7 separate regions of the Mus musculus genome follow, and all the other regions are linked to region 2. A link is a contact called in public Hi-C, HiCAR-type, HiChIP or PLAC-seq and promoter capture Hi-C data. All regions are on one chromosome and are shown on one strand. The core of a region is the stretch at or near the end of the contact, and the rest is flanking DNA. Distances in the headings are between cores, read along the strand shown.

Region 1 (3,485 bases), core at 70-2,569, 1.8 Mb before region 2:
GAAAAAAAATACTTTTATTAAAGATTAGCAAAAATTGGGGGCTTAGTGGTTAAGAGCACTAGCTGCTTTTCCAGAGGACCTGAGTTCAATTCCCAGCAACCACATGGTGGTTCATAACCAATCTGTAGTGGGATCCGCTGACCTCTTCTGGTGTGTCTGAAGACAGCTACAGTGTACTCCCATACATAAAATAAATCTTTTCTTTAAAAATTAGCAAAAATTGATTGACCATGCTGTTAAATTCGCTTCTCGGTCTCCTGATTATTCTCATTGATTAGTGCTGTGCCCAGCCTTCATCAGAGAAGTTTATTGCAATGAGCAGTGGTTAATGCAGAAACCCAAAACTAGCCAAAACGCCCAGGAATAAGAGATGGTGGTGTGCTTAGCACTATTCGGGACAGTTGTACCACTCCTTCCAAGATTGGGGAATATTTCAGGGTATAAAGAGCCAGAGAATGGAGAGACATGTATCAAAAACGACACCTTCTGGCCACAACGTGGCCATTGCACTCATGAACTTACTGCAGCTGCGGTTATCTGCATAGGACCTGCGATTGCATGTTAACATTTCAACATGGATGGCGGGAGGGGTCCAGGGGCCTCACCCTTCCCAGAGGGACTATTGAAAATTCATGACTGTTTGGGAAAGAGATGCCATTTTCTTTAGTAAGGTACCACTGATAAATTACTCTTGCTTCGGTAAAGAATCCCACATCCATAGTAGGACAGGAAACGCCAATTAAAGCCAATAGGTCACGAACTAAGAGGGCATGAAAGTAGGAGGGGGGCTTGTTGGAAAGAAGAGTTCCAACTGGGGAAGGGTATGAGAGAGAAGAATGGTGAGTGAAAATAAGAACATGACCCTCTTAGGCATGGTTTAGGAGGTTTTTACTGTAGATAGGGAGAAAACAGATTCCCGACGAATCTGGAAAAGTCAGACTGAACATGGCCAGCAGAACAGATTGAGCCATGAAGAGCGGGAAGTGGAGTCATTTCTGTAGTGCCATCATGTTGGCCTTGGAAATCGAACTCAGGTCACAAGGCTTGGCAGCATATTCTTTACCAAGCCCACGCCCAGTTATCTGACCTGCCCAATCAGAAGCTTTGATTCCAGAGTCTATCATCTTGAAGTGTGTGGGGTTATCTCAACCCTAAAGCTACAAACGTTCACCATTTTGGTGCTTCCCTACCCTTAACTTCTGCCTAAAATTTATCCCCATCTCTCTTTATCCGCTGCAACAGCTCATCAGGCTCTTACCGGGGAAGGCTGCAGCCTCGCGCGTGCGCACTGTCTGCCTGAGCCCGTTGCGCATGCGCCGCCGCCCTCCCCCGCCCTTCCGCTCGGCTCTCCCAGCTCGGGGCTGAATGGCCGACCCCGACGCGGCGCGTGTGGAGGAGGTGGCTGTCCGGCTCCCCGAGCCCAGGCGACCCGCCCTCCTCCGGCTCGTGAGGGGAGCGGCTACCCCGCCGGCCTGAGCTCTCTCCCTGGCCGCCGCGGCTCCTTCCCGGGGACAATATGTTCAAGAGAATGGCGGAATTTGGACCTGACTCCGGCGGGAGAGTGAAGGTCAGTGCGCAGGCGCGGCGCGCGGGGCGGAAGCTCGGCGCTCATTGGGCCCCGAGTCCTCGTCACCGCCTCCGCACCGCCAAACACAAAGGTGCCGGGGTGGCTAGGGCATCAGTCGCAGACCCTGGATAGGCTCGTCCGTCTTGTCGTTCCCGAAGCCCCGTGCTGATAAAGTCAGCAAAGAGCGCTTAGCTTCGTTCGTGTTTAGTGAAGGTTGCTTAACACTGGACGTTGTGACACTCAGTTCCCTCCCATCTATATGTGTATTATTAATAGGGGTGGAGGTAAGAGAACGACTTGCAGGAGTCGGTTGTCAGGTGTCACCATGTAGGTGTGCTGTCCAGCCTGAGCTGCAGTCGTCTCTTCCCTGTGTGCCATCCCTCCAGCTCGCCACCCCCTCCCACCTTCCTACATCTGCTGGTTACTTTTTTTTTTAATTTTAAAATTTATTTTTATGTATATGAGTACACTGTAGCTGTCTTCAGGCACACCAGAAGAGAGCATCAGATCTCATTACAGATGGTTGTGAGCCACCATGTGGCTGCTGGGAATTGAACTCAGTATCTCTGGAAGAGCAGTCAGTGCTCTTAACCTCTGAGGCAGCCCTGCTGGTTATTTTTTAAGGTACCGGTTCAGGATGCTCTCCCCGTGCCCCTAAAAGGGGCTTCTACTTACAGATCTTATCACAGAAAGGATTTTTTTTTTTCCTTAAAAGAAATCACATCAGTCTACAAAAATTTTAAAATCCTCATCGGTGTCATATTATTTTTATTACCTTAATCATAGTGTCTATATATCCATAGCTGCCTTAACAGTATATGTAAGATGAGAAATCATCGAAAATCCTAAAGCCCTGAAATGCAATAGAAAGAAATACCAGGTAAAAGTCTGTGTTAGTATAAGAGGCTTTGTAGAGCTGTGCATTTGCCCAGGGTTTTAGGTAAGGCTTGGGGATGGTAGGAAGTGATTGCAGAGCAAAAGGTTCATGGGAAAACTCTTCTCTACTTGCACAAGTTAAATCTGGAAGTTTGTAGTTCAGGATAACTTGAGAAAGTTAGGCCTGTAGTCCTCAAATTGAGTTTCCTCCTTAGTAGCTGGGGAAGGGGTGGGGGTGAGGCAGGAACAAGATAGGCCCTTGAGAGGCCCAACCCAAGTGGCCTGTGTGTTCCCACTGTCCCCATCTCCTAGGCCATTCAGCTGTGAGCTGATCAGTATGCTAATCCCTTGGTAAGGTGCTTCTGTAGTCCAGGCGCCTCTCAGCCGCCAGCTGGGGACCAGCAATAAGCCTTTTGGGGGAGGGGGTACTCCATACCCAAACTGTATGTGCATAATAAGGATGACAGCAGAAAATGCTTGCCCTGAAATTCTCTCATAAACCGACCTTGGGTTTTGTGCTGTGCTTTGGTAAACACTGCCAGAGGCTAATCTAAAAGCCTTTCCCAGCCAGCAGAGCCGGTCACAATGGCAACTTGAACTCAGTAGCCTAGCTTTTAGGTTTGTGAAGGCATTTTGTTCTTCTCTAATCAAGTACTCAGGTGCTTTTACATGCAGAGCTCAGCAGGTAAAAGGCTTACCAAGTCTGATGACCTCAGTGCAGGCCTCAGGAAGGTGGAAGGAAGAGAATCTATTCCTTCAAGTCATCTGTGACCTCCTCATGTGCTGCACAGGGCGCCCAGCGTGCACACAAACACCCCAAACAACCCACTTTTCATGTGAGGACTGGGAACCAAACTGTAGCCTTCTGCAAGAGCAGCAAGCTCTTCAACCCCTGAACCATCTCCCCAGCCCCTCTCGTGGGAAGCATTGTGCCAACGTTAGTGAATGTGACGCTGGCTCGAGACGCCTGTTCTAAGTCAGCCCGTACGTGGTTAGACTGCGGCTCCCTAAACCAAGTCGCCGCGGCTCATGGTGTTTATCC
Region 2 (3,917 bases), core at 666-3,165:
CGCAGCTGGCAGAAGCACAGCTGGCCTAAAGTTCTCCATAAAAAGTATTTTGAGTATCTTCCAATCAAGTGTCAGACGTACATTTTATAGAAAATATATTAAACAGTCATCACATCATGGGAATTATAGCCAGTAATGAGAGTGCTTAGTAAATTATTTTAAAAAGTAGAAGTCAGGACATATAAACTCATAAAAACAGGAAAGCTTTTGACAATTTCTTAGCATAAATCCCGAGTAAACTTAGTAATGTTAAAGATAACTGAGAATAAGGTGAGAGGGTGCAGAAATTAGGACATTTCTTCTCCACTAGCCCATACCCTCCCTATCCATCTCTCCTTTTCTAACACACTAAGCTTAAAGTGCTGGGAAGTTTATCTTTCTCTGACCTACATGTCAGCAACACAAAAAGTTATAAAGCCAAAAAGCCAACATAGGAGAGTGAACTTAATGCATATAGCTTTCCAAACTACTTATGAATTTAAAAGAGCTGAATTGTAAAACTGGTAAAAATAAAGGATCTGCACACGCGCGTGCACACACACACACAAACACAGAAAACAAAGGGCAGCAACGGGGATGAATAACTACAAATTTAAGAAAAAAAAAATCACAAGAACAGTAAGAATTACAGAGGAAAACTTTACGAACTCTAAAGTCAGGACGTAATAAAAGTAACAGTATTCCTCCAGATGTTTGAGTACTTCTTTTCCTTAATAATCTAAGTCGATTTCCTGTTAAATACGAAATCCCAGGGCTTGCAAAAAAGAAACAAACAAACAAATAGACAAACAAAACTTGGGCTGTTGGTGTCCTGTTTAAAAACCCAGACTGTATTTCATTTCCCTAGCTGACCCGAATCCATGACACAGTCCTATCCAAAAGCAAAAGGCACCCATTCAGTCAAACAGCCTACGAAAATAGCGGTGGAGTGCGGCCCGTGACAACCGCCGACGAACGGGGGAGAGAAATGAGTGGTTCTGAAAAGTTAAAAAACTCCGGGACCTAGCCATGACGCCAAAGGGAGCTCCGGCGACACACCCAGGGCGGACCGCCACGTTAAGGATACAGCTCTTGCGGGGTGGAGAGGGTTCTCGCCAGCTCTGGCTGCTGCCGAATCCGGATCCCGCTCCTCCTGATCCTCCTCCTCCAGGAGGTCTGCACCCCGGCTTGCCTCCTCGCTCCCCCACTCCTCGCCCCCGACTCCAGCGACTCCCACCCCGGTAAGGCCTGCTGCCTCGAAAGCGGAAACGGTCCAGGGCGATGTGGCTCCGCTCCCAGAAGGACGGCCGGGGGCTGCTTTCCGACAGGGACCCCGACGGCATCCGCCCTGGGGGCGGGTGAGTCCGGAACGGTTCTTTGGGTCGGTAGCTGCTGGGTCCCCTGAGCTGGCCCCGCTCGGCCGGGTGCCGTGAGCGTGAGAAATTCCTCAGCTGCTGCTGGGAGGACGACGAGGAGGACGAGGAGCCGCCGCCGCCTCCCCCGGATCCACCGCCCCGGGCCGGGGGAGGAGGCCGCCGCCGCGGGTACGGTAACAGCCCGCCGCCGCTGCTGCTGCTGCTGCTGCTCCGGCTCCGGCTGTTGTCGTCGTCGCTGATCTCCCCGTCTTCGAGCTCCCCTTCTTCCTTCGGCGAGAGGCCGCTAGAGGCCGGGGTCGAAGGATCGGCGGCGGCCGCCATCCGGAGTGCAGCGCTGGCCACACGACCTGAAGCCCTCCGGCCGGGGACCGCCCGACCGCCGCCTGCCTTCCCCTTCCTCCTCCGCCCTCTGTCCTAACGGACCCGGCGGGCGCGGCCTTTCCCGTGCTCGGACGCCCGGCAGGTTCTGCTCCCCAACTTCCCCGCACCCCAGATCGCTCTCTCTCGCTCGTCGGACCGTCGCTCGCCAGTTCCCTCTCCTAGCGCCCCCTTGCTGCTCTTCCGCCTCGCGAGAAAGCCTCTGTAGAAGGAGGCCGGGTCCCGAGCGTCATTTCCTGCGGCACGCCGGAAGGCGACCCTCCGAGTCTTGCGAGACAGGAAGCGCCCACCCCCATGTCCGCCGCGGTGCTGGCTGGGATTTGTAGTCTCCTCTTGCTCCAGGCTTCGCCCTTGTGTCCCTGCAGTCTTAACTGTCCCCTAGCATCCCGTCCGAGGTGGCAGGCGGGGAAGGAAGGGGTTAGTGTCTGGGTTGCGGACATGCTCTTTCAGCCGCAGACCTGAGTTTCAGAGTCATTAGTCGGTGGGGAAGACATCTGCCATCTTCTCATTCATTGCTAGGGGGCCCCCGTCTGAGACGCTGGACCTAGTCTCTTTGGGACCCCGGGAGGTAGGGGAGGGCGGGGAGCGGGTGTGGCCGCCATGTTGGTGAAGGCGACTGTCTGCGCCCGGAGCTCCGGCACGTTGGCTCTGCAGGCCTAAGCCCGCCATATTAATAAAGAGACAGGAGAGTGGGCCCTCCCTCCCACCCCGGTACTGTGCACGCCCCTCTGCCCTCCCCGCGCTCTGCACCGAGCTGGCGGCGCGGGGTCGCCTGCCTCGTTTGTCTAGCGTTTGACAGAAGCTTGCTTAGCGGGCAGCGCCTCCGAAGTGGCGTAAGGTGGCGCCGAATGAGGGGCCCGGGGAAATGCCGACCAATTGCGCCGCGGCGGGCTGTGCTGCTACCTACAACAAGCACATTAACATCAGCTTCCACAGGTAAACCTGGGAGGGGAGCGGGGTGACGGAAACGGGAGCCTAGGCAGTCTTGAGTCTCGGTCGTGTCAGAAGAACAAGGTCCTCTGACTTTGGTCACTTGCCCAGCTGCGAAGAGCAAGGGGAGCCTCGCTCTTGTCCTTTGTGTGTGGGTCCGCACATCTGGAAACATTTGCTCCTTTTCCGAGGAAAGTTTACCAAATTTGAAAAAAAAAAAAGAAAGAAAGGAAGAAAAGAAAAAGAAACCCGAGTTACTATGCCTTGCATTAAAAAGTGATGAGTATACCTTTATTTTCTACTCTTTTATTTTTTATATCTTAGACCATGCCTTAAGAAGAATGACGCCATAAGGGTTCAAACCAACAAATCACTTTAGAAGCCTGCTGAGTTCGAGTTAAGATTAGGCAATTTTCACTACTGGAATTGACGTGGGAAACATTTCTAATAGTCACACATGGTAACTGAGTCAATCTAATTAAGCAATGTTTATCAAAGAGCAAATAGAAACTCTCTCTTGAACAGAATCACGCACTCACACACAGGTTGAACGTACAGTCATGTCTTTAATTCTGTTAAGTCAAACTCCAAAGCATGTGAACACCGACTTGAATATAATAGGCGGCACTCAGTAAATGGTCACCTTTCCTTCTAGAACTGCCAACTGCCTGAAGAAAAGAAATACTGAAAACTAAACTGAAAACAGTTCTGATTTTATATGCTGTACCATTATACCTTGTGATCTTAGAAATATCTTTGCTCTTTTTCCTACCTCACTGTTACTACGTGCATCCCCTAACTAAAAGCTGCCACTTTCAAAATCCCTCTGATGTTTGTTTTTAAAGTATTTCATGCAAATGTAGTGCTTTATTCGTTCTTACAGCTAATGTACACTGGGTCCCTAATTGCCGGACATTATGCTAATGATGTAGATAGTTCTTACCCTCGGGGACTTTAGAATTGAATAGAGGAGTGCGGCATAATTTCTGTTGAGTGCCACAGAAAAGACTTTCAGAGAGACCTAATTTAGCCTCAGAAAGTCAAAGGACACTTCACAAAAGAGGTGACATGTCAGATGACACCAAAGGATGACAGAGATTTGGTCTTCTATATTAAAGCGTTTTCTACTTTGTTCCAAGAGTACTTGAAGAAGCCCCATGACTATGAAAAGACGGGCACGGTTAGATTTACATAATAAAAAGCCTTCTGGCTGCTGCAGAGAGTTAAGAGTGATACTTAAAGTGCCAGTTGCAC
Region 3 (3,809 bases), core at 312-2,811, 1.6 Mb before region 2:
CAGACTAAAGAGAAAAGAGAGGAAAGTCTACTTATGATTCATGGGGAATATGCACTGCAAGAGTTAAAGCAGCAGTTCTCAACCTGTGGGTCGCAACCCCTCTGGGATCAAATGACCCTTTCACAGGGGGTCACCTAAGACATCAGAAAACACAGATATTTATGTTAAGGTTCATAACAGTAGCCAAATTACAGTTATGAAGTAGCAACGGAAATAATTTTATGGTTGGGGGTTAGTATACACTATGAGGAACTGTATTAGAGGGTCACAGTGTTAGGAAGGTTGAGAACCACTGAAATACAGTGTTCTGGGATCACAGGTAAGGAGTTAGGGTTGGGAGGCAGGCGAGCATCAGGGAATGGTTTACAAAGAAACTGGAGCATGGGTTAAGTAATTACCAATTCCATATGATAAAAGATGTGTGTGTGAGCCGGACAGTGGTGGTGCATGCCTTTAATCTCAGCACTTGGGAGGCAGAGGCAGCAGATTTCTGAGTTCGAGGCCAACCCTGTCTCGAAAACCAAGACAAAACAAAAAGTGTGTGTGTGTGAACATCTCTTTAGAAAAAAAATGTGTAAAACAGGGAGCCCATAAAGTTTTCTCTTAATAGTAAACTTGTCTCCTTTTGTTTGAGTCTTTGGATGGTAGGAATTTTTTGTAGAGGTGTGTGTGTGTGTACACATGTGTGTTTCTGTATGACTCACTGTGTCACAGAATGTGGTGAGGTACACTAATTACATATATTAAACCACTTAACTCTCAAAACCTTGATGAGGTAGACATTCTTATTTCCAATTATCAGTGAGAAGATTGGCGATATTGCAGATGAACTCGCCTAAGGTCACAGAGGTCAGTAGGTGGCTGATCACAGGGACCACACACATAGCTTCCTTTTTATTACCACCTCCTTGATGTACTCAACAGAATGGCAGCCCCTGCCTCTGAGTATCACAAACATTGGCGGAAATACCGAGGATGACTGCTCCCTCCCACCCCCCATCCCTGAGTTTGATTTTCAGGGCTTGATTCTGTCTGTACTTTGTTTTTTGTTTTCCAACTTGGAAGCCCGAATGTGGGATGGAAGTTTGATAAGCAAAACAAAACAAAACAAAACAATAGATATAGTTCCTGTAAAAGATGAGAGACGGTCTTTGGAAACTGAAAGTGGAAGGATCTGGGTTTACCAGCTCCCCGCCCATCCCATCCCCCCCCCCCCCCCCTCCCCGGGCCCCTAACCTCCTACTCCAGCTTCAGGTATCCACAGACGCGGAATTTCAGGTCGGTTCTGCTTGTCCTCAATACACAGTCCAAAGCCTCTTACCATCCCAGGAGAGTTCACATCCTCCAAAGGCAGCCACAGGATTTCCAGCCAGAGTGGTTCCCAGGGAAACCGCTGTAGAGGGACCCTGGACTCCGCGCGTGGATTAGCCTGCACCGAGCCCCTCCTGTCGCCAGGGGGCGCCGCAGCGCGCGAGTCCCCCTCGCCACTCCCTCCCGGTCCCGCCTCTAGTCCCGCCCTCTCTCCCGGGGCGGGGGCGGGGGAGGGGGAGGGGCGGCCGCTTCTCCGCCCGGCGCTCGGCGCAGGCGCAGTCGGCTCTCCCTCCCTCGGCTCCCATCGCAGAGAGCGCCAGCCGCGGCGGAGTGGAGCGGCGTCTGTCCGCCGCCGTCCTCCGCGTCTCCCGAGCTGGGCACGCGCACCCTGCGGCTCTGCGAGCGCTGCCGAGCGCGGGCGGCGGCCGCGGCGGATCCGGCAGGTGAGTGCGGCGGCGGGAGGGAGAGGCGGGCGGTGTGAGCACCGCCCCCTCGGCGCCTCGCCTCGCGCCCTTGTCCCGCCGGCCCGGAGCGCGGCCGGGCAGGTGCAGGAGGCGGCGGGGAGGGCGCGGATCGCGCCCGCCCGTCCGCCCGTCCGCCCGCCCGCTGCGGAGCCCCGGGGACCCGAAGGGCGGCGGCTCCGGCGCTCACCTGGCGGCCCGCGCGGCCTCGGTCGCGGAGTTGCTTAAGTCGCGGGCGGCGCGGTTGGCCGGGGATGTGCGGGGGTCGCCGGTTCCCGGGGTCTCCCCCGCCGCGCTCGGCCCAGCCTGACTTCGGGAATCGGGACCCCGGGAGTGGGAGAACAGCGGTTCCCCCTGCGTGGGCCGCTCGCCCCCCGCCGCCCGCGGAATAGCGAGGCTGGGGAGAGGATGGTGCCGGGTGGACGCTGCAGCACGCGAAGAGTTGCCAGTTGTTGGGGATTAAAACATCGATCCGTAATGGCTGGCTGGCGCACTCTCCTCCGAGTTAGAGCTGGTGCCCCAGAGGCACTTTAGTTTCAAGGAAATGTTGCCTGTTCCCAGCCTACCTGTTTAGACACTTCTCAGTGTCCCCCGTGTCAAGGGAAAGAGCCCTGTGATCTTTTGGCTCTGGAATGATTGCATAATTGGAGGAGAGGCCGATAAGAGGATTAAAACAAACCGTTCTATTGTAAATCTCTTGAAAGACCCGGTTTCTGTTCATTACACTGTTCTTAAGTTTTTGTTTCTAAACAATGAATCGAGAGGAAAAGGAGGCAGAGTAGGTATGCAGCCCATCGTTGTAAATATTTGATACTGTTAAATATTTCACCAGTTTTATGGGGCCTTGTTCAGTTAGCATGTGTTATTTATTTACCAGGACTGTGCGTTTTCAGAGGACTTTTCATGTTTGAATAGACACTGCATTCCGAATCTACTCCTCAAGGCCCTAGGGGAATATATTAACTGAACTTAACAGTTACACAGATTTACTCAGCAATGCATTCTTAACTATAAGAACAGACGTCTTTCAACTTTTTTCTCTTTCCGGCCCAAGGATGTTTTGAATTAATGCCTTCTTTTGTGAATGAGCGTGCTTGATGAGACGCCTCATTGCTTACATAGCAAGTCATTTGTGCTAGCGAATGATTCTCACCTTCCACTGCCTGGTTGATGTTCAGTTTCTTTGTGGAGCTTTGATGTCTCTGTTTAAATGCAGCTGTACTTTTGAATCAGTGTAATTCTATACTCTGAGACATATTCTTTGCCTCAGAGTTTCTTTATGCCTCTACTCTGCAGTATACGTGGATGCCCTACAGATATATATATATATTTTTTTAATGGAAAAATTACTGGGACTTGCCCACCCCTCATATTTACGCCGTGGCAGAATGGAAGCTAGGATATAACGTTAGTTTTGTATGTATTGTATGGGTTAGATAACCCATGCTTTTCTGCTGAGCGGGTCTCACAAAGGCTTAGCTCTAACGAAAACGGATAACTTTCAGAACCATCTCTCACCAAGCATGCGACCTCGAGTAAATCATTTATTGAGCATACTCAGTAGAAACACATTCAAATGTCAGCAGTTGCTCCTTTAGTAGTTGGTTGTTTCAACCCAACATGAACTTTATAAAGGTGGGATATGAGTTTAACTGGACATTCCATTGAGATGGGGCGCGCAGGGAGGTGGAGGAGCTTCGGGGGGAGGGAAGAAGCAAGAAGTGTTAACTTGACTGTGGCCTGGGCACTGGGCTGGTGGGCTTGTTGTTTGAGGCTACGTTGGCTTGTTGGTCCTCAGGCCATTTTTTAGGTTATAGATAGCTTTATCAGATTTTTCAAACCCGGAAACCGAAGTGCAGAAAATCAAAATAACTTGCCCGAAGTACATAGTTGTCATTTATAGTGGCTGATCGAAAAGCCAGTATTAAAAACTATTTGAGAACCCCAAATGGAGATTTAAACTCTGTTGTTTAAACTCCTTATGCTACTGGTCTATGCTTTCTGAAAAAAGAGCTTTGCATTTAGAGGGCAGGCCAG
Region 4 (3,739 bases), core at 1,151-3,650, 1.8 Mb before region 2:
AAATCCCAGCAACCACATGGTGACTCACAACTACCCGTAATGAGATGGGACGCCTTCTTCTGGTGTGTCTGGAGCGAGCAGGGACTGAGTGAGCAGAGTTGACCGGAATAAGTAGAGGTCCTAAAATTCAATTCCCAACAACCACATGAAGGCTCACAACCATCTGTACAGCTACAGTGTACTCACATACAATAAATAAATAAATCTTAAAAAAAAAAGAACAACAATCCCATGCTGTAGATTTACCACAATTAAGAAAAGAATATGCAAAAGATAGGCTACTAGAATGCTGTAGTTCTTTAACTGGACGTCTTATCAGATGCGAGGTGGGGGCGGGGAGGTTGCGGAGGAGGGGCTCTTAAAACTAGGGTTGTTCTGTCTAATCTTTGGAGTTACAGCTTTACAAGGTCTGGGCGGGGCCTGGCAATTTGCATCTTTAATACATTCCCAGGTGATGTGGAGCTGCCAGGCTGGCCGGGGACACACCTCGAGAAGCCCTACCCTGGGTGAGTGAAAGGGTTGGGGATGGAGCCCAGCAATTTGTTTAACAAGCCCTCCCGGTGATTGCGAGGCATTTTCAAGCCTGAGACCTGCTGGCAGCGTGGTGAAAAGCACCTGAGAACACAGCTTCACTTTTAAATCCAGGCTTCACCACTTACCAGTTACGTGACAGGCTGTGATTGAGGGTTCCCCTCACTAGGTCTCTGGGCTCTGTGTGTGTGTGTGTGTGTGTGTGTGTGTGTGTGTGTGTGTGTGCGCGCGCGCCCCCGCACGCGCGTGTGCTGCCCTTGGCGCGCACTCGTGCTCGTGTCTGGGATTGGGGGGTGGAGATGGTAAACAGCTAGAGACAGCCTAAGTTTTGTCTGTGCAGGGTCTTTTTTTTTTTTTTTTCTTCTTCTTCTTCAGTCTACTAGGAGGCATGAAAGGCTGCTTGAACTTGAGAATTCTGGAAGTGTTTACAAACACTTCTGCAATTACATAAAGCACAAGGCAGTACTTTATATACAGCAATAGTGATGGCATTGTTTGCATCTTAAATTTGTAATAAGGGGTTTTCTTTTACTCTGCCTTTCTCAAAGCAGATTGTCTTAACACTTGTCCCTGCAGTATTTAACAGACACTATGCATGCTAAGAAACTCTTTTCTTTTTTGCTCTTCCTTTTTTCCTCCTCCTCTCCTTCTTTTTGGACAAGAGTCTTGCTTCATAGTCCTGGCCACCTTTGTCTGGAAACTCACTGTAAAGCTTAGGCTGGCTAGAAACTCTCCGGACTCTCCCTGCCTCAGCCTTTTTAGACTGCTGGAAACAAAATAGCTTGTCAGGTTTGAGCCCTTTTCTTCCATGTGGGGCTTTGCTTCATACTGAAAACCTGCCTTTAATATTTGATGTTTCTTGATTTTGTGACAGAGCAAATCTTTTAAGATCGTCTCACTTCTTTGCCTGACACTGACTCTGTAGGCTCTCATACTGTCTGTCTTTGGTAAGTTTCAAAAGTGCCCAGGTCTTCTCTATTGCTAGTTACTGGTTAGGTATAAGAATTGTGCGGACGTACTCAGTCCTGGGTACTTTGAAATGCTTACTATTGCGTTATGCATTATATTATTTTTAACGTCTACAATCCAGAGATGAACACGACACACACACACACCAGGGTGAAATGTAAAGAAACAGGATCCTGGCACTAAGATTGCATAGCCCATCATCTCAGCCTTTGTTTAAAGTGCAAAGGATGACCCATATAGGGAAATAATTTGGCTCCCGTCTTTGAATAATTTGAAAAGTCTTGTTTGGGGCAAATGAGAGTTCTACGCATACCACAAATTAAAGTAAAACCAAGAGCCAGCATATGTGGTAAAGTCCGATACTTTGGCCGATTTCCTTCTCTGTAAGACACAGAGAATAAAAGCACCAATTTCCAGGAGTTTGAAGGTTATTAAATGAGTTAACGCCACCGAATCGCGTAATAAATGCCCTGTCTACCACGCCGTAAGCCTTCCTTCGATAAATGTCAACTGCATTTTCACGCGGGACAGAAGCGAGAAAGGATAACACCGCCGGCCGGTCGGCAAGCCGGTGAATGCTCCGGGCTCGGCGAAATTAGATTCTCCGGGCCCCTGTAGAATTAAGTAGAAGGGAGCGATCCTAACAGGCGTTAAAATAAGGGGTGCCAGCGGTAGCTCGGGGCCCGCGGGACCACAGGGGTTAGCAAGGAGCCCGGGGGCGGGGCTCGGGGGCGGGTCCGCTGGCGCCCGGAGCAGAGGCCACGCCCCTCCCGGGAGGGCTGGCAGCTCCAGCCTGGGAGCAGTTCCGGTGCCAAACCCCTGCCCTCCCCCGCTCCCCCGGAAGTGCTTGTCTAGGGTTCGGGCTGGAGAGAGGCCTTGTAGACACAGGCGCCGAGGCTCCGAGCAGGGGGTCAGGTCGCGGGGAGAGTGAGGAGCTCCGCGGCTGCCACCCCGCGCCCCTCGCAGCGCCTTCGCGCCGACGGTGAGTAGCCGGGGACGCCGAGCGGGGCCTGCGCTGGGCGAGCGAGCCTCGGACCCGGCTGTCCGCTGCAGGTTCAGCCGTCGGGGATCCGGGGAAGGGGTTCGTCGGCCGCCGCGGAGCGCGCGCGGCCCGCGGGCCGGGAAGGGGCGCGATGCGGGGCCGCGGAGTGGGCGGGGCGCAGCCGGAGCGGGGTTCCCGGAGCCGCGGCCGCCCGCAGAGGGGGGACTCCGTAGCGGGGCCCGGCCGTCGGCGCTGCGACCCCCTCTCTGCATCGGGCAAGTGGGCTCGGTGCCTCCGCTGTGGGGTCTGTGCACTCGGACGCTGGGGACCGGGACAGCCAGACTGCACTGGACATCAGTGTCCAACTTTCGTCGCCTCTTGGATCTGTCCCCTCTTCCCGTCTCAGTAATTATCCTGTGTCCCAGGGGTGTAGTCAGTCCGAGGGTGGGGCGCTCCCTGTGTGGATGCTGGCGATCTCTTGCGGGGCTTGCGTCGGGGTCGCCGGAGGTTCGATTTGGACTCGGCTCGAAACTTAACTGGGTCTGGATGCCTGCGTAGGGTCGGTCAGTGAGGCAGTACCATTCCTCGAAGGGTCTTTGCTCCCTTGCAAACTGAAACTGTTGGGAGTTACTTCTTAAAAACAAAGATTTGAGGAGATTCGTAGATTCAGAGGAGTTTCCCCGTGTTCTTGCTGACGTTAAAAAAAAAAAAAAAACCATGCTATTCTGTAATCAGCCTTCCGAATTCCTGCGCTCATCCGAAGTCACAGTTGTTAAGACTTCAGTCGGGACCTTGCACAAGTTGACTGCAAAAGGCTGGAGAATTGTATCCTTTTTTTTCACCCCAGTTTGTTTACTTTCATACTTGGAACTGTCATTTCTTGAGCTAATTATATATATGTGTATATATGTGTGTATATACACACACACACACACATATACACACACACATATATATACACACACATATGTATGTATATTATATGTATATATATATATATATATATATATATATATATATATATAATTTCCCTCAGTTTCTCCTCGGAGGTTCTTCGTGTAGTCCAGTTGTGGGAACGCGGGGTGGGGGTGTTCCCACAGCGGGACAGAGGTGTTTGTTGATTTAAGCATATGAAGTGTTTAACTCCAATAAACTGAGACTTTCCTAGAGAAGAAAATCTTGTAGGCACTGTTAGTAAACTGAGTTTAGGTGATAAACTACGGATAAAAGGTTTGTAGGAAATAATGGAGCTATTTT
Region 5 (3,891 bases), core at 1,120-3,619, 1.7 Mb before region 2:
TTGCATTTAGTTTACTTGTCCCCGCTCCTATCTCCTCAGGCTGAATCCCCTGGAGTAGCTGGGAGTGTAGGCCCCTGTCACTGTGGAGTAGCTGGGAGTGTAGGCTGGAAATGCTGGTCAAAGGATACACTGTGAGAGTCAGTTCTCCTCTTGTACCATGGGTGCCCTGTGGATGGGACTCAGGCTGTTAGCTTGGCAGCAAGTACTTTTACTCATTGAGCCACCTTCCTGAATGACTTTGCTTGAACTTCTGATTGTCCTGCCTCCACCTCTCAAGGCTGCGGGTGATTACAGGTATGTACCACCATGCATAGTACACAATACATGTGCATAATCTCTGTGAATACAGTGTTGGGGATTAAGCACCAGGCTTTGGACATGCTAGGCAAACACATACCATCTGACTGATCATCAGATCACAACAAAAGAGAGCAGAACTCTGAAGTGCAACAGGGTATAAGAGAACAATGCTGGAGATAAACCCAGGGCCATGTTCACGCTAGGCGAGCACTCTACCACTGAGCTACATCTCCCGCCTTGGAACAGAATTTAAATAAATAGTAGTCATTCTGTGTAATTAAGTACATAGTTTTATTTAGCCTCCGCAGTAACAGAAAGCTTTGACTGTCACATACAAAGATTTCATATATGAAATATTGAGTATCTAATTGAAAAAACGATTTGTGGGATGTGGGAAGCCACATGTGCCATTGCAGAGTGGCACTGACTACTGCTGGCCACCATACATAAGTTTGGACAAACAACCAATGTGTACATATGCAGTAAAGTTTTTTGCAAAGACACTGCCTGGCCCGGGCATGATAATGAGGCTTTGAGAGTATAACCAATCAGATGTGAGACATGCAAATGGGGCATGATAATGAGGTTCTGTAAGGTACAGAGAGAGAGAGAGAGAGAGAGAGAGAGAGAGAGAGAGTAACCAATCAGATGTGAGACATGCAAATGAGGTATGATAATGAGGCTCTGTGAGATACAGAGAGAGAGTAGCCAATCAGATGAAGAACATGCAAATGAGGCGTAGTGCATAACCAATCCGGGTGTGAGACACGCCTCTCCTAGGCCTATATAAGCAGCACCAGTTCTGGGCTCGGGGGTCTTTTTGCCTCTACAATCAAGCTCTCCCAATAAACGTGTGCAGATGTTGCAGCGTCGTTCTTCCTGGCCAGTCGAGCACGCGCAAGAGTGGGAAATCATAAACAGACTTATTTTTATGATGAAGTTTTTCTGTATTGCTGAGATTGAGCTCAAACATTTTGTCTCAGCTTGTGGAATAGCTGGGAGTGTAGGCCCCTGTCACTGTGGAGTAGCTGGGAGTGTAGGCCCCTGTCACTGTGGAGTAGCTGGGAGTGTAGGCCCCTGTCACTGTGGAGTAGCTGGGAGTGTAGGCCCCTGTCATTGTGGAGTAGCTGGGGGAGTGTAGGCCCCTGTCACTGTGGAGTAGCTGGGAATGTAGGCCCCTGTCACTGTGGAGTAGCTGGAAGTGTAGGCCCCTGTCATTGTGGAGTAGCTGGAAGTGTAGGCCCCTGTCATTGTGGAGTAGCTGGGAGTGTAGGCCCCTGTCATTGTGGAGTAGCTGGGGGAGTGTAGGCCCCTGTCACTGTGGAGTAGCTGGGAATGTAGGCCCCTGTCACTGTGGAGTAGCTGGAAGTGTAGGCCCCTGTCATTGTGGAGTAGCTGGGAGTGTAGGCCCCTATTATTGGGCTTGACCATATTTAAACAATTTAACTGAAATCTCTGTCCTCTTACTAATTTCCCCACACAAGGGGAAAGGATACACTGTGAGAGTCAAGGTCAAGGCTTTTCTTTGTGGATATATCCGGTGGGTAAAGTTCTGGGCTGCCTTTTAGCATAGTAATATCCATGGGGCATTATTTATTAAGTGACCCAGTAGTATTCTTTCTTATTACAGGAGAACATGAGTAAAATACAAACTCTGCCTGTAGACATTTGTTTGTTTGTTTTGAGATGAATCTCCTGACTTTTGACTCTTTGATTATTGGCATGTACCACTCTCCTGAGGTCTCCGGAGTCTCTTTGACTGCTGGTGTGTACAACCATCCCTGCTTCTAGGTTCTTTTATGTTCTCTTTTCTCTATTATTTTTAAAAAGGTTATTTTTATTTGTGTGCATGTCTATAGGAACCAGAGAGGGTGTTGGATCTTCTGGAGTGGGAGTAACTGCATGGTGAGCCTCCTGCTGTGGGTGCTAGGGGCTGAACTTGGGTCCTCTTGAAGAGCAACCAACAGTCGTAGCCCGAGCCATCTTTCCAGCCCACCTCTCCTGTTCTTTTAAAGCTGTCTAAAATACACCCAATTTCATAATAACTGTAAAAAATGGGCAAGGACCCAACAGGATGGCTCAGCCAGTGAAAGGTAACTGCTGCCAAGCCGTGTGACCTAAGCCTGACCCACATGCTAGGCGAGAACCTACTTCTGTGAATTGTCTTCAAACTTCTGCGTGATACACACACACACACACACACACACACACACCCCTCACCCCTCACACAGCACACACACACACACACACACACACACACACACACACACACACACACGATAATTTTTTCTAAAGTTAGCCTTTTGAGTATTTTTGAACTTTTTCATAAAACAGTCTCTTTTACTTAAAATTCATAAGTTTAACTAGCTATAGTAACAAGTTGACAGGAATTGGTATGGGGACAAGAAGGTGGCTTGTACTGTCACCCTGTTCATTTGGTAAGAACAGGAGGTGGGAACACTGAATAGTTTACTTAGAAGACTATACCAGTGCAGGGAGTCAGGCAAGAGCTGCAGACCTTTAGTACTGCAGAAGGGTCAGGTTGACGTTTTAAAAAGACTTGTACTGAATTATTATTCTGACTTCCATCTTTACCTTTGAGAGAGCTGGGGTGTCAGGATCTCAGTAACCCCCAAAGTCAAGTAGACAATGATTAGTCAGGATCTGTGCGTAGCTCTGCGTAGATAGGTTCAACTTAAGGTCTTCCGTGCTGTGGGGGTGTGGCTGCCATTTAGGTTACCTGCTTTATTTAGTCATTAAGTACTCTTGAGTGTCTAAAGGGTGGTTTGGGTAGCTTCTTATATTTCACCCCTATCCTTGATCCCCTGTTGTTTTATTCCTTAAGTCTTGTCTTGAAGTCTGATTTGTTGTTGTTTTCTTTAAAAAGTAAGGGTATATTGTGGGGTAAAAATGGAACATAATTTTTTTGTTTTGTTTTGTTTTTCGAGACAGGGTTTCTCTGTATAGCCCTGGCTGTCCTGGAACTCACTTTGTAGACCAGGCTGGCCTCGAACTCAGAAATCCGCCTGCCTCTGCCTCCCGAGTGCTGGGATTAAAGGAGTGCACCACCACGCCCGGCTAATTATTTTTAAAAATAATGGTCAGGTGGTGGCAGTGTTTGTACCACCACCAGGCAGGCAGATCTCTGACTTTGAGGCCAGCTTGGTCTACAAAGCAGGTTCCAGGCTAGCCAGAGCTACACAGAGAAACCCTGTCTTGACCTGTCCCCAACCCCCATTATGTTGGACATGAGTGTATGGGGACGGGGACTACAGCTTAAAGACCTTATAAAGGGAGCTGGGTATGGAAGCAACTAAAGTAAAAGAAGAAACAGCATTATTCCCGCTGAAATTCCTTATTTGTTTGGGATCTGATAAGTTCCCTTTATCTGTTTTCATTTTTGTTCATTCAGGCTTTAAGAGAGCTGTGGATGCAGATATGTGCATATCTGTCCTCAGTATGCTGCTGTCCTCAGTATGCTGCTGTCCTCATCTGGCAATCACCAGACTTTTTCAGTGTTTATTAGAGCCCAATATGTAGTTTTGGTTTGCATTTTACTTTTCTAGAACATTTAAAAAAGCAAATCACTCT
Region 6 (3,844 bases), core at 1,278-3,777, 1.7 Mb before region 2:
GCTGTTCAGGAGGCAGAAGCAGGCCAATAACTATGAGTTCAAGACCAGCCTGGTCTACAGAGCTAGTTCCAGGACAGCCAGGGCTACACAGAGAAACCCTGTCTCGAAAAAAACGGAAAAAAAAAAAAGACTGTTGTAGGCTCTGTGGACCCATACACTGTAAAAACGTTTGATAGGGGGCTGAGAGGATAATTCGGTGGTTAAGAGCCCTTGCTGCTCTTGGAAGAAACTGAGTTAAATTCCCAGCAACAGGGTTGGATTGCTTACCCCTCCGGCTCCAGAGGATCTGATGCCCTCTTTTGACCTCCGCCAGCACCTACATGCACATGGAGATTTCACAGAGAGAAATAAAAGTTAAGAAACAGGCTCCGTGGGTAAAGGCGTTTGCTGTTGAGCTTGACAACCTGAGTTCAGGGCCCGGGAGCTGTGATGGCAGGACAAAACTGGTTTCTCCAAGTTGTCCTCTGGCATTTACATGTCTACACATACACATGCACACATAATTAGTTTTAAGTGCTTAAGACTTTATAAGCAGTTGATAACTAGATTTGACTCTCCATAGCTTGCCAACTCAATATAAATTAGTTTACTATATCTAAGGGTAAAAATAACTAAAAATGGAAAATGACTGAGTGTCGGCAAGTATCAGAAATATAAGTACTTGCTAAGTGATCAGAGAGATAAATGCTACCTACCAGTGGATAAAAGGAAAACTAACATTCTTTTTTTAAGCACGAGAGCTTTGCCTTAGGTGTCAAGAGTAAAGAGAAAAAAATATTTTCTGTTTTTGTTTTTTTTTGGTGTTTTTGAGACAGGGTTTCTCTGTGTAGTCCTGGCTGTCCTGGAACTCACTTTGTAGACCAGGCTGGCCTCGAACTCAGAAATCTGCCTGCCTCTGCCTCCCGAGTGCTGGGATTAAAGGCGTGTGCCACCACGCCCGGCAAAAATTAATATTTTCTAAAGAATTATTTATGTGTGTGAGTACACTGTCGCTGTCTTCAGACACACCAGAAAAGGGCATGGGATCCCATTACAGATGTTTGTGAGTCACCACGTGGTTGCTGGGAATTGAACTCGACCTCTGGAAGAGCAGTCAGTTCTCTTAACCCTCGGCCATCTCTCCAATTCCAAGAGAAATCTTTTAAAAAATGATTTATGTAATATATATATATATATATATATATATATATATATATATATATATGAATGAGTGCTCTATCTGCATGTATACCTGCATGCCAGAAGAGGGCATTAGATGGTTGTGAGTCTCCATGGAGTTTCTGGGAATTGAACTCTGCACCCCAGGAAGAGCAGCCACTGCTCTTAACCGCTGAGCCATCTCGCTAGCGCCGAGAAAACTTTTTTTTTTTTTTTGCATTAGTTTTGGGGCTTTTCCCTAGACTATGTATGTTTTAACCATTTCTCTCTTTTTTTAAAAGATTATTTATGTGAGTACACTGTAGCTGTACAGATGGTTGCGAGCCTTCTTGGGAATAGAATTTTTAGGACCTCAGCTTGCTCTGGTCAACTCCACTCAGTTCCTGCTCGCTCTGAGCCAAAGATTTATTTATTATTATACATAAGTACACTGTAGCTGACTCTTCAGACGCACCAGAGGAGGGCATCAGATCTCATTACAGGTGGTTGTGAGCCAACCTATGGTTGCTGGGATTTGAACTCAGGACCTTCGGAAGAGCCATCAGTGCTCTTAACTGCTAAGCCATCTCGCCAGCCCGAGAAAACTAATTTTTTTAAAGGTTTTATTTATTTATTATTTATATGAGTATACTGTAGCTGTCTTCAGACACACCAGAAGAGGGCATCAGATCCCATTACAGATGGCTGTGAGCCACCATGTGGTTACTGGGAATTGAACTCAGGACCTCTGGAAGAGCAGTCAGTGCTCTTAACCGCTGAGCCATAGCTCCAGCTCCCGAGAAAACTATTTTTGATAAACTGGAATATTTAGGACTTGATCTCTGCTTTGAAGTCATGTAAGTTATATTAGGGTGCCCCCCCCCCCCCCCGAGAAAACAAATGAAGCTGAGGTAGGGCAGAAGCAGCATCCCAGAATGGCCAGCCTGGGTCCACAACGTGAGTTCCGAGCTAAGCCAGAGCTACACAGTCAGATCATGTCTGAAAGATTAAATGAAGACTCCTTTATAAAAAAATCATTTAGTAATCTATTGATAAATAACTTTCCCAAAGGAAAAAATAAGCACGAAAATGGGAATGGTTGCCTCCAGGAAGGGTAAATAATAGAAATGATTAGTGTGCAACACTTGAAAATGTACGTCTGACCTTAAAACAAATTTTGAAAGATTATATTTTAAAAATATATGTCAGCAGGAACTTGGTTTCCGCGGCAACCCGCGCGGTACATTGTCTCTTTGTTCTCTAGTTCTATTCTAAAGCAGCCCGCCCCTGGCCCCGCCCCTAGCCCCGCCCACAGCTCAATGATTTCCGCCACCAACTGAGGTCCCGCCCCTTCTCCAGCGAGCCGCTACGCTTCCGGCCCAGCCCGCCACGCAGGAGGCGGAAACCCGTGCGTCCGGCTCCGCCCCCCGCGGCGGAGCGTGTCGTCACTTCCGCCTTTCTCTCTTTCCCCGGCCTGGCTTCCCGGCGCGGATTGTGAGGGGTTCTCTCCTCTACGCGGAATCCGTCGGAACCATGGTGAGCCTAGCTTTCGGCCAAGGACTTAGGCTCCCTGCTCCGCCCCGCTGTGTCCTGCCGCCCCGCTGGTCCTCTTGTCTAACCGGAGTCGCAGGCTCCGAGCGGCCGCCTCCTGGCCCCTCCGCACATGGCTCGGGCCGGGCATGAGGCCTGCGTGGGACCGGGTGACCGAGCTCTCCGCGCGGGACGGGAAGGGGGAACGCACACTAAGTCAGCATCTCTTTGTAAGATCAGGGCTGTTTCTCGGCTAGGGGACCTTGGCGACCCCCGGTCCTCACCCCAAGTGAAGAAGTTTCTAGCAGGACCTGCTGGCTCCGCCCTCTTCGGGGCGGGGCTGGAAGGGCGAGTGGCCGTGCTTGCCTGCGGAAGATGGAGGGTAGCTAGGTAGCTATGTTGGTCCGTGCTCGACCGGCCCAATGTTGCCTTTAGTTTTGCCATTCAGACCAGTGGGTCGGTGTGATGATTTATTCCTGGCGCCCATATGAGCGTCCCTCTCCCCATTTAAGTAAATACCCCACTCCCAGGACGGATTCCTGAAATTAGATGGTAAACCAATTTTCCTTTAGATAATCTACTTCCCGATCTAGTGAGAGGCCCTGGACGGGTGTTAACGAGTACTGGCATTCAAACGGCGTGTGTTGGCTTCCTCTCTTAGGCTTCCCTTTCCCTCGCACCTGTTAATATCTTCAAGGCTGGAGCTGATGAAGAGAGGGCCGAGACAGCTCGCCTGGTAAGCCCGTCTGTTGCTTTTAAATGATAAAATCCAACGCTTTGTGAGGGTAAATTCTGACCGCCTTTTCTGATTTTTCTTTTATAATTTAAGTCGTCGTTTATCGGTGCCATCGCCATTGGAGACTTGGTGAAGAGCACTTTGGGACCGAAGGGCATGGTAAGAAAGATAGGGAATTTTTAGAAGTTTCTTTTGTTTGTTTCTAATTTTGCTTTCCTGCGGTCTTGCGTAGTAGTGGCTGGCCAAAATTTTAATAATGGTTTAAAGCCTTTGGTGTAAATGTAGATAGTAACAATGTTCTTATTTATGTTTTTTAATCTAAAACTTACAAATTATAAACCGTTCTCCTGTGTTACCATCCCCAATCTCACATCCCTCTCCAGTGGCAGCAAGTGTTACCATTTACAAAACTTGCTGGTATTTTTCTTTTCTTTTTTCTTT
Region 7 (3,915 bases), core at 478-2,977, 1.5 Mb before region 2:
TTGTAAAATGTTCTTGGCAAAGCTCAGTCTCGGTGGAGACAGCTTAGGACACCTGCTGTACACAGTGCTTATGGCGCCTGACCTTGGGGACAGTCAGAGAAAACAGCCCCACATCTAGAAACGCTGCCTTTTGGTGTTCTGTCGATCGGCAGACCCACGCCAGACGCTTTATGCTTCAGGCTAGCGCCCCCTTCTCTGGGGACATCAGCTGCTCCTGTGTATCATCAGGGTCCCTCTTGAAGCCGGAGAGGTCACCTCACTTCCCACCTCACCTTGGGGCTCATCCTGGCCTGGGTTCTGGTGTTCACCATTTCCTTAGCTCTTCCAGGCTTTCAAAGCTGGCTTAGAGGCGTCGGCTCTTCAGTTGTCTTAAGTCTGATCAGTCTTAAGACTGCGCAGCAGGTGACAAGGGCCCAGCCCCGCCCCGCCCTGTTCAGCAGGTACTTTGTCAGACATCAGTCTCTTCTGCATTCAGACTTAAACATCAGTTATCTTAGGAGAGATCCAAGCAGATAGCGTTCTTGTTTTGGAAACACCTGCCAAATAGCCTTCTTTGGACAGTTCCACCTTATCCCAGGAAAGTCCGTCCAGTCTGCAGCAACTGTTGTTTTCAGAAGGGCAGAGCTGAGCTCATTCTTCAGGGCTCTGCCGGGTGAGCAGTGCACGGTGACGGGAGTATTCCCGAGGTGCGTCCCATTCCATCCCAGCCATCGGTAGTGAGCATCGGGATACTTAATGTAGTCTGAGGTTCGTGCTCCCGACTCACACGAGCTGCTGCAGACCAACAGCTGTCACAGACCCGAGAGAGCTGTCAGACTGTGTGTTTAATAAGTATCTTTGAATCTCCTTTGGATATCTTACATTCCCAAATACTAAGTCTGAAGCCACATTTTGTTCCCAGTTTCTCTAATCTATACAGATTATTTCATACAAAAGCTTAATCTCTTAAAATATGAGATCATGTTATTCTCTTAAAGAAGAATTCATCTTTCACTTAGAGTGAAGTCTGGGTTATCACCCTGATTTCCATTGCTGTTGTTAGAGTGCACCCTGAGCTCTTTAGGAACCAAGCCTTTGCCTTGTTCCTCATTCGCTGTCAGAACCTGGAGCAGTATGTCATAAAGAGACGTCATTAATAACACTGTATGACTGAAAGGCAGGCCCGTGCCTGTAGTGTCATAACTGTGGCATTGGGAACTTAAGAGTAGAAGATTCCCTGCTCAGGCTACACTGTGCAGTCGTTTTCACCCGTGTCATTTTATCCATGTCTTAATGGAAACTGGAGCTCCTTGGGTGTCGTTTCTGCTGAGGTGTCCACCGTCTTGTCCCTGTCATGTATTGGCTTTGACCTGCAGCCGTCCTCCGACCCCTTTACTGGTTGTAGTCCTGACGTGGGTGTCCCTTGGATGGACTGGACCCCACCTCTGCTGCCACGGTGCTCAGCAGGTGCCGAGTGCCTGGCCTCAGCCCTACCTTCCCGTCCGTTTGATGGCAGCTGCTTCCCCCACTGTGGTTGTTGGGTTCTTAGTTAGTTTCAGGCCCTTTGCTGCCTCCTAGGCAGCTGCTGAAATGAGCGTTACAATGCTTTGCCTCCAGTTTTTGAGACTTTTGACTTTTTCAGGAAGCTCACAAGATGGTGAGGGAAGCGAACGTCAAGCAAGCCACTGCAGAGAAGCAGCTGAAGGAAGCCCAGGGGAAAGTGAGTCGGGGCCTTCGCAGTGGAGCGGGGAGACCGTGGGGAGAGCGGTCATGAGTGCCTAGCGCCCTTGGTGGCTGTCCTGACCCCTCGGAGAAGTGTGCTAATGTGGAAGCTGCAAATAGGCACTAACTATGTAACCTTGACTCGGGTGTGTAGTGTGTCACAGCCAGCTTGCTTATCACCATGGAAATCATGTAGAAGGATGTTGGAGTCATTTTTAAAAGTTAATATTTATTCTCTTAATTCACTAGGGGGGAAAAAGAGACCTAAGTAGATTTTATTATTTTAGGAGTGAACTAAAGGTAATCGTAAGCTGATACATTTTAATATTTTGAAAATTCATACTAATGTTAGTATCTTTGACCATTTAAAATTTACCTTTTGACATTATTGGTAGTTGAATCCAATCCATATGGAAACCCAAAAATCTTGGATTGCTTTCCCTTCATTACTTCATAGAAAAATAACAAATTAAACTTATTTTCTGTTCTTGAAATTCGCCAAGTTGCTAGCATTGGCCACATCTGTCACAGCGCATGCTGTGCGTGTGACGGCCACATCTGCCGTAGAGCATGCTGTGCGTGTGACGCTGCTGCTTTCTTTTCAAGATTGATGTACTTCAGGCTGAAGTGGCCGCTCTGAAGACACTCGTACTGTCCAGTTCTCCAACATCGCCTACGCAGGAGCCTCTGGCGGCTGCAAAGACCCCCTTTAAAAGGGGGCACACAAGGAACAAAAGTACAAGCAGCGCCATGGGTGGGAGCCACCAGGACTTGAGTGTGATCCAGCCAATCGTAAAAGACTGCAAAGAGGTAACTCCTGCAGAGAGGACTGTCCCCTCTGACCTGTCCCTCCTGTTGATCGCCATCACTGAGGTGGCCAGCAGACTTCTTTAGCACAGAATATCAGTGTTAGGATGGGGAGGCTGTTGCTAGGGCTGGCTGCTCTCAAGGACCCTCCCCATCCCACCCCCATCCCACTTGGCCTCAGAGCATCTGCAGCAGGAGTCTCTGCATTTCAAGTTTCCATCTAGGGAATAAAGTGGCATGCGTTGTGTAAAGGAAAGTGGGTGCCTAAGGGGGTCCCCCACTAGTCACGACGTTCTGTTAGTGCAGTGTTAAAGTACGAATAAGAAATGTGAAAATATGATGATTTTCCTAAAGATTACTAGTAGCTCTTTTTATTTGAAATCTGAGAGAAGCAAAATTTTCCATTGATAGAAAGTTCTAGAGTTGAGTCAGATAATTAAGAAAACAAACAGAACCCAGAAATAATTGAAGCCTTGCATTTTAGAAAGCACAAAGATAGCCTAGATGCTGTTTATCGAATTGTGTAAAGTAAGAGTTACGGCATTATTAAACACTGCTGGTTTTACCGTCATGTGTGGTGTAAAGTGTTTGTAGGGCATTGCCCAAGGCTTCCTGGAGCTTCAGGCACTGTGAGTTTTAAGCCAGTTCATACTGAAGCAAGCGGCTGTCTGCGCTTTTTACTTCTCATCCAGATCTGAATGCAGCAAAACCTAAAATTCATATTTGTTTTTGTTAAGTATCTAATATACTCCTTTAGTCACTGCTTTAATTCTGATTTCTCTAACTTTAAATAAGTGTGCTGTTTCTAAAAGGTTAGCTTCTATTGTCACTTTTGAGTTAGTAAGTGTAAAGCGTTTTCTCCCGTTGCTTGTAGGAAAGCTTTTTCAGGTGGTTTCTCAGTACTTCAGAAGCCTCTCTTGTGTTTTGAAATGTATGAAATAGGCAACATGTTCCTACTTGAGTATTCTAGCCACACTTTCTAGCCTGATACTGTGTGAAAATGTCAGCAAGTTTTATTATACAAACAAGAAATGTTGACTGAAATATGCCCTGGGACACTGTATAACACCCTGAATGGAAATGGAGAGTGTCTGTGTTTCTCTAGAAACTGCGGTGGGTCTCCCAGTCATAGAAGTGTTTTTCTGAAAGCTTTAATACTGGTGTGGATGTGCTCTTGGTACAAGGCTTTGGGATCTAAAAAGTTAGGCTTGAATTTGGACTTAACTGTGTGTCTTAGGGTTATCACTGCTGAGATGACACACCGTGACCAAAAGCAAGTTGGGGAAAGGGGTTTATTTTGCTTATGTCTCACACCACTGTTCATTGTTGAAACGACACCAGGCAGATACTCAGGCAGGGCAGGGTCCTGGAGGCAGGAGCCGATGCAGAAGCCACGGCTAATTAAGA

What was found. Promoter capture Hi-C pulls out the DNA fragments that hold promoters and counts their contacts. Hi-C and Micro-C count contacts between places; a contact is called where the count stands out from the background. HiCAR-type assays count read pairs that join an accessible place to other places. HiChIP or PLAC-seq counts read pairs in DNA pulled down with a chosen protein or histone mark. Capture Hi-C pulls out chosen DNA fragments and counts their contacts.
Region 1: a Hi-C map of pre-B cells shows a contact between it and region 2, with 8 times the contacts expected there. The contact joins the promoter of Yeats4 here to the promoter of Zfc3h1 in region 2. A contact is called at or near these places in 6 of 39 promoter capture datasets (the C10 cell line, cranial neural crest, hematopoietic stem and progenitor cells and 3 more), 1 of 484 Hi-C or Micro-C datasets (pre-B cells), 3 of 115 datasets of contacts at active chromatin or transcription factors (astrocytes, embryonic limb bud and neural progenitor cells) and 3 of 9 other capture datasets (adipose tissue, embryonic stem cells and liver).
Region 3: a contact with region 2 is called in a promoter capture Hi-C map of adipose tissue, with 4 times the contacts expected there. The contact joins the promoter of Rab3ip here to the promoter of Zfc3h1 in region 2. A contact is called at or near these places in 9 of 39 promoter capture datasets (the C10 cell line, cranial neural crest, embryonic stem cells and 6 more), 1 of 15 datasets of contacts at CTCF or cohesin (large pre-B cells), 12 of 115 datasets of contacts at active chromatin or transcription factors (the 230-238 cell line, astrocytes, embryonic forebrain and 8 more) and 2 of 9 other capture datasets (adipose tissue and embryonic stem cells).
Region 4: a contact with region 2 is called in a HiCAR-type map of astrocytes, with 6 times the contacts expected there. The contact joins the promoter of Frs2 here to the promoter of Zfc3h1 in region 2. A contact is called at or near these places in 7 of 39 promoter capture datasets (the 3T3-L1 cell line, the C10 cell line, the HPC-7 cell line and 4 more), 2 of 115 datasets of contacts at active chromatin or transcription factors (astrocytes and large pre-B cells) and 2 of 9 other capture datasets (adipose tissue and liver).
Region 5: a promoter capture Hi-C map of liver shows a contact between it and region 2, with 4 times the contacts expected there. The contact joins the enhancer-like site here to the promoter of Zfc3h1 in region 2. A contact is called at or near these places in 3 of 39 promoter capture datasets (cranial neural crest, hippocampal neurons and liver) and 1 of 115 datasets of contacts at active chromatin or transcription factors (forebrain).
Region 6: a promoter capture Hi-C map of pre-B cells shows a contact between it and region 2, with 7 times the contacts expected there. The contact joins the promoter of Cct2 here to the promoter of Zfc3h1 in region 2. A contact is called at or near these places in 6 of 39 promoter capture datasets (cranial neural crest, embryonic stem cells, hippocampal neurons and 2 more), 3 of 484 Hi-C or Micro-C datasets (the G1E-ER4 cell line and embryonic stem cells), 9 of 115 datasets of contacts at active chromatin or transcription factors (acute myeloid leukemia, astrocytes, differentiating embryonic stem cells and 6 more) and 3 of 9 other capture datasets (embryonic stem cells, liver and macrophages).
Region 7: an H3K27ac HiChIP or PLAC-seq map of thymic regulatory T cells shows a contact between it and region 2, with 5 times the contacts expected there. The contact joins the enhancer-like site here to the promoter of Zfc3h1 in region 2. A contact is called at or near these places in 3 of 39 promoter capture datasets (cranial neural crest, hippocampal neurons and pre-B cells) and 5 of 115 datasets of contacts at active chromatin or transcription factors (astrocytes, embryonic forebrain, embryonic midbrain and 2 more).

The regions. Positions count from the first base shown.
Region 1 is chr10:117,222,341-117,225,825 of GRCm38.p6, reverse strand. It overlaps Yeats4 (YEATS domain containing 4), which reads left to right and starts at 1,319. Exons shown (of 7, transcript NM_026570.4): 1 at 1,319-1,567. The coding sequence starts at 1,517. Gm31963 (a long non-coding RNA gene) reads right to left here and starts at 1,340. Exons shown (of 4, transcript XR_872061.2): 1 at 1,259-1,340.
Region 2 is chr10:115,382,957-115,386,873 of GRCm38.p6, reverse strand. It overlaps Zfc3h1 (zinc finger, C3H1-type containing), which reads right to left and starts at 1,915. Exons shown (of 35, transcript NM_001033261.2): 1 at 1,067-1,915. The coding sequence starts at 1,676. Thap2 (THAP domain containing, apoptosis associated protein 2) reads left to right here and starts at 2,439. Exons shown (of 3, transcript NM_025780.4): 1 at 2,439-2,669. The coding sequence starts at 2,599.
Region 3 is chr10:116,948,205-116,952,013 of GRCm38.p6, reverse strand. It overlaps Rab3ip (RAB3A interacting protein), which reads left to right and starts at 1,561. Exons shown (of 11, transcript NM_001359645.1): 1 at 1,561-1,754. 4933412E12Rik (RIKEN cDNA 4933412E12 gene) reads right to left here and starts at 1,452. Exons shown (of 3, transcript NR_038026.1): 1 at 1,322-1,452.
Region 4 is chr10:117,147,135-117,150,873 of GRCm38.p6, reverse strand. It overlaps Frs2 (fibroblast growth factor receptor substrate 2), which reads left to right and starts at 2,400. Exons shown (of 10, transcript NM_177798.3): 1 at 2,400-2,482.
Region 5 is chr10:117,128,734-117,132,624 of GRCm38.p6, reverse strand. The region is part of intron 1 of Frs2 (fibroblast growth factor receptor substrate 2); the gene reads left to right. Among named protein-coding and RNA genes, the nearest start is that of Frs2, 18 kb to the left of the region's middle. Within about 2 kb of position 2,369, at least 25 of the 459 cell types and tissues checked have an H3K27ac peak or open chromatin away from gene starts, as enhancers often do. A contact at or near this core is called in liver, where this site is marked.
Region 6 is chr10:117,062,535-117,066,378 of GRCm38.p6, reverse strand. It overlaps Cct2 (chaperonin containing Tcp1, subunit 2 (beta)), which reads left to right and starts at 2,527. Exons shown (of 16, transcript NM_007636.3): 1 at 2,527-2,673; 2 at 3,329-3,403; 3 at 3,497-3,562. The coding sequence starts at 2,671.
Region 7 is chr10:116,917,358-116,921,272 of GRCm38.p6, reverse strand. It overlaps Rab3ip (RAB3A interacting protein), which reads left to right. Exons shown (of 11, transcript NM_001359645.1): 5 at 1,622-1,699; 6 at 2,308-2,511. All of the region lies in intron 3 of Gm51782 (a long non-coding RNA gene), which reads right to left. Among named protein-coding and RNA genes, the nearest start is that of Gm51782, 5.2 kb to the right of the region's middle. Within about 2 kb of position 1,727, at least 53 of the 459 cell types and tissues checked have an H3K27ac peak or open chromatin away from gene starts, as enhancers often do. A contact at or near this core is called in thymic regulatory T cells, where this site is marked.